Linked DNA regions of Bicyclus anynana: region 1 is linked to region 2. Evidence: chromatin contacts called from public Hi-C data. All regions are on one chromosome and are shown on one strand. Each heading gives the region's core, a stretch centred on a gene start, on an enhancer-like site or on the middle of the called end of the contact. The rest is flanking DNA. Distances are from core to core; before and after follow the strand shown.

Region 1 (2,700 bases), core at 28-2,527, 71 kb after region 2:
ATTTTTAATGGTTCCCTAGACAGCTCTTATTCTCCTTCAAAAGAGGGGAGATTTGAGATTTATAGGCTTAAGTATTAATGACTCAGTCAACGAAATCAGATGCTAATGATATTATCCGAAATGGAGTCTATAAGGTGCTACTGGGAATTTTTAGTTGGCATTTATATTGTACTAGCAAACGCCCGCGAATTCGTCAGCGTGGAATTCAGTTTTTCACAAATCCCGCGGGAACCATGTTTTTTTCCGGGATGAAATGCCTATGTGTTAATCTAGAAAAAATCTATTTTCTTTCCCAAATTTCCCCGAAATCGCTTTAGTAGCCGCAGCTTTTTTTTTCATACTTTTGGCTTTTAATATTAATGTTAAGAAGCAAATAAGAAGAGTGGGTTTTAAAGTAATTGCAAAACTGTGCAGCTTTTACTAAAAAAAAACATAGTAACAACATAAGTTTAAAAAAATACTACTTATTAATAAAACTAATACATTATATTGAAAAATTTACTTTTTAATTATTCTGTCTAATGTAACTATCCGAGGGTGGCATTGGCAGAGGCTACGATTATAATAAATATGTACACATCGTAATATTATCTCAATCAAGGCAACTGGGGTGGCAGAACATAAAGCCATCTACAGTAACGTGGTGTGCTGAAGTAATGCTGAATAAGTAAGCGGGAATGCTGAATAAGTATGGTGACGTGGTGTTGCAGCAATGCTGAACGAGTCAGCGGGTCGATTGCGCGGCGCTACATCCGCGCGTGGCATTGACAGAGCCCACGATCATAAGTCCACACGATATCTCATTCAATGCAATTTGGGTGGCTTTTAACAAGGAGCTAGTCTCTCATGTCGTCAGCAAAACAGAGCCCTCTATGGTATCGCGCTGTGTTGCAGCAAAGCTGAATAAGTGAGCGGGTCTATGGTAACATGGTGTTGCAGCAATGCTGAGCGCGTCAGCGGGTCGATTGCGCGGCGCCATCCGCGCGTGGCATTGACAAAGGCCACAATCGCAATATGTACACACGATATCTCATTCAATGCAACTTGGATGGCTTTTAACAAGGACCTAGTCTCACATGTCGTCAGGAAAACAAAGCCATCTATGGTAACGCGCTGTGTTGCAGTAAAGCTGAATTAGTGAGCGGGTCTATAGTAACGCGCTGTGTTGCAGCAATGCTGAACGAGCCAGCGGGTCGATTGCGCGGCGCTATCCGCGCGTGGCATTGACAGAGGCCACGATCAGCGCGCGGTTATTGCCCGCTTCCAGTGCGCCTCGCGCGCCGCCTGCGCCGGCCTTCGCGACCGACGCGGACGCTCCAATTCCGCTCTAAAGACTCTGACACACTTGATGGTTAAGTATAAAGGACAACGACAACACAATCTGACAAGATTTGTGAAAAATCGCGTACAACAGCCAAACTAGTACAATAAGAAAAATTATTACAATCAATCGCCATTTTTTTTTTACTGTGTCATGCGAGATATGACTAATATGACAATACGTACGTACGTTACGTAAACAATAGAAAATACCGATGCTGACGCCCCTATGTTGTTGACAACAATCGATATTAGAATATAATTCCGAAAAAAAAATATAACTTGGTCACCCTAGGGATTTTTTTCAAAACTAATTAAATTAGTTTCAGATTATTGCGTTTTATCCATTAATTACAGGACACACTGTATCTTAATAAAAGCAACAAGTATCAATAATAACCTATTACATTGATAAATAAATCTCAGAGGTGCACAAGTGTGCACAAAGCCTTACACACTCATTGAAAGGTGCTCCTAAAACACGGTATGCAGACGATTACTCATTTAAACTGGTTATCGCGATCACATTAAATTTGCTATTATTATTGTTCTCGAGTACCCTACAACTGCTTTATTCTTACTTTCAAACACATAATTACCTACTCAGTATGGAGACAAATTACCAAATTTTAAAGATTAAAAGTCACCTTAACGAGTACGATAATTAACTATTACAAATGCCGTTGATATTATTACATACACATTAAAATCCTCTTTTTTTCGTCACATCCTTTATAATATTATTGAAGGGTATTTTAATGAATTACTTATGCATTATCGCTTAGATGTAGATATAGATAAAATCAACCAAGCTCGACTCGACCTTACATCATTGTTAGAACATCGTAATTCATAACTTACCAAATTACCTAAATGTTCACTTGTTGTTTGTTTTGTAAATGTTTAGTTAAGAAGTCTATCCGATTCATTATTTAAAATTTACTTCATAGCCTGCCAAATTACTCGTATTTACGAATTTTATTTCAGGGCTTACCAAGTTATTTTAGAAATTTATAGATGTCATGCCTCATGTGAATGTTATTTCATCAATGGAACGAAACAATCAATTCCAGACGAACTCTACTCTTTTTTTTTTATTCAATGTTAAGTTAGCCCTACACTGTGTGAAGAGGTACAAGCAATGATAATCTTATACTATAGATAGGTTACGTCCCTACAAAATCTCCGCAAAAATGTTCGAATCTCCGAATTACTACACCACTGAGCGCACACCTGCACAATTTTGTCTTCAATTCCATTATATATTTATGTATATATAGTTTGTAAAAACTTCCTGAAAGAGTTAACTTCTCCTGCCGGGCTAGCATGGGCAAGGGATAAAATTTTTATCCACCCATTATATCCACTGACTAAGGATAT
Region 2 (2,700 bases), core at 146-2,645:
TCATAGTTCTCGTTCCCGTTTGTAGCCTCAGGGGGTGGTTTCAATGTTCATGTATTTTTTACACTGAAAAAGTTCTGTTATAAAAATACTAACAACAATGCAATATTGTCACAAAAAAGGTTTTGTTGATATGTTCTGATTAATCACTAGTTTGAACGTAGCTAGATACAAACTAAAATTCACGAATGAGTTAGTTTTCGACTTATTATCAATTTATCATCATTAGTTATCTAATAACACTACCTGACGTTTTAAAAGTGCTTGCAAACTAAGCTTATTGAAATAAATGAAGTTTGATTTGATTAAACATATATTAAAGAATACATTTTTACAATGTCAGTATTAGCATTATCAATATTAGTAATCTTACTTATACTGTAAACGCGAAAATATTCTTGATTATGACGCTTTCGACCATAACTACTGAACCAATCATCATGAAATTCTGCAAACATATTGTCAGGGGTACTAAACACCTACAGTATATAAAATTAGATTTAGTTTTTGTCTCTTTTTTTTAATGATAAATTAAGAATTGTATTAAAATAAACGCATGTTGAGTTAGCCTGTAAGTGGGGTGTACAATGTAGCATAATTATTACTTTTTAATGCATGTTATGTTTAATTAGTTATAAGTTTTTTGTATACAACGTTGGCTTCCGAATAAATAAATAAATAAATAAATAAATAAATAAACTCTCCCGAAAAGCGTACTTACCAATTTTTACTACTTAGAAAGTGGCAAGTCATACAAAATCATAATTTATTTACAATTTCATTCTTCATACATTTACGGCAGTAGGTATTTGGCAAGTACGTGTCTAGGAATAGTGGGGCGCCTCCGTATAATTCAATCGTCAATAACCAGCAAGTGTCAAACGGTTCGCGGATAGCTGTAAATACATCGATCTAACGCCGTACCAACCTGAGATAGTTCCGACCCCGCTGAGTTTGCTCAATAACGATGATGATGATCCGAACATGCCGCCGTTCGACGTCAAGCCTTGCGCCAAGTTGCTGACAGTTCTGCAAAACAAACACACGACCGTTCGTATCATTGAATACGCGCGTACCTCGTACTCGAATGCTATGCCGTATGCGGTACACGTATAGGTGCTATATATTTTAATTTATAATGAGGAATGTTAAATTAATTGTGCATGCAGAGATGTATATGTAATTAACATCGTAACAACTGTACACTGGCGGTGTGGTACGCGGTCTTGTACAATGAATTTTACAAAGCTATTTACAAAGTCACACGTCGGATTGTACGTAGACACGCACACCGAAACGATCTCACAGAACCGAGCGTCGGGTGCAAGCCTGCATGTAGTACATAAAGTAAAGGGCATATATAGGCGAGGTGGTCGGGTCGGCACCTGTACTTGGCGGTCTCGGCGCCGGGCGCGGCGGACACGGGGCGCAGCCCCACCGGGCCGAGCGCGGCGCCCAGCGGCGGCGACAGCGGCGAGGGCCCCCACTTGCGCGCGTACTCCTGCAGCGCGCCCGCCGGCCCGCCGCCGAACTCCAGCGAGTCGCGCCGCGCGCCCGCCGCAGCGCCGCCTGCAACAACATACCTCCACGCTCCACTCTCGCTCTGCAGACTCTGCTCTCTGCCGCCGCCGCGCTCATCTCTGTACCCGCGTATGTACAAATTTGAACGTCCTCTACGCGATTCATACAAATCTTAATAACAAGGCAAGCGACTCGCGACATACTTTGACATTTACAACCAAAAAATTAAGTAAATCGTCAATAACATCTGGTGAGTGTCGATGTACAAAAACAAATGTATGTCTCGCACAGCGCAGTGAATCCGCATTTAGATCCAGGTTTTCGGCTGCACTAGCCTCTATAGTTTTACAATGGTATATGAAATTTCTATTAAAATTGCCTTTTATTAAAATTTCTACGACGCGATTCGATATTTTACTATTTACACGAACTTGTTCATTTGAGAGCAGGTAAAATGAACATTCTTTGAAAAGGGGAACGACTAACTAACAATAATTAATATTATCTTACAAGCCGTTGATTGCCCGATCGCTAGATGCGTCTCTAACATAATATCTACACAACTATGCAATACTTTATCGAATTCATTCCATTTTAATCAACCTTCGAATAATAACAATACTACGCATCATTCTAAGATATCCTATAGAACAAGTAGATAATCAACATGATTAAAAATAATAGGACACTGTGTGCTTTAGTAAAATGAATCAGTATGTATTATAATGAAAAATTGTTAACTATTAGTTATGTCAAATCTTAAATTACTAACAAAGTTATAAGCTATTAATAAAGCAAAATTACATAATTATTAATTATTTATGTACAAAATATGAATTGTCTATAAAGATGATCATGCGTAACAAATTATAGTAGGTATAGTATAAAAAAATTAAATGTTAGGTCTACAAAGTGACTGTCCCTATACGAATATGTAAGGCATGGCTAATTTTAACGAAATGAGTATTTTACCACGAACTTTTCTTACCAACCTATTAAAATAAACATTAAACCAACTGAGAAATATCATCTACCTACAGTATGATATCCAAGAATGGTTGTCAGTAAGCACCGGATGACATTTGTTACATAGAATCTTAATTTCGTATATGTCAAGTAATATACGACGAAGTTTGTGAACTAGCCTGCTGTGCTTATCGTAAAAATTAAACTTAAAATTAT

The links. Hi-C and Micro-C count contacts between places; a contact is called where the count stands out from the background.
Region 1: a contact with region 2 is called in a Hi-C map of whole body, with 2.7 times the contacts expected there. The contact joins two enhancer-like sites. A contact is called at or near these places in 2 of 2 Hi-C or Micro-C datasets (whole body and whole larva).

Annotation. Positions count from the first base shown.
Region 1 is chr4:4,553,149-4,555,848 of ilBicAnyn1.1, forward strand. The region is part of intron 6 of LOC112058060 (maternal protein pumilio); the gene reads right to left. Among protein-coding and RNA genes, the nearest start is that of LOC112058060, 21 kb to the right of the region's middle. Within about 2 kb of position 1,278, at least 8 of the 8 cell types and tissues checked have open chromatin away from gene starts, as enhancers often do.
Region 2 is chr4:4,481,611-4,484,310 of ilBicAnyn1.1, forward strand. LOC112058060 (maternal protein pumilio) reads right to left here. Exons shown (of 17, transcript XM_052881337.1): 12 at 1,383-1,566; 13 at 926-1,026. Among protein-coding and RNA genes, the nearest start is that of LOC112042899, 33 kb to the left of the region's middle. Within about 2 kb of position 1,396, at least 8 of the 8 cell types and tissues checked have open chromatin away from gene starts, as enhancers often do.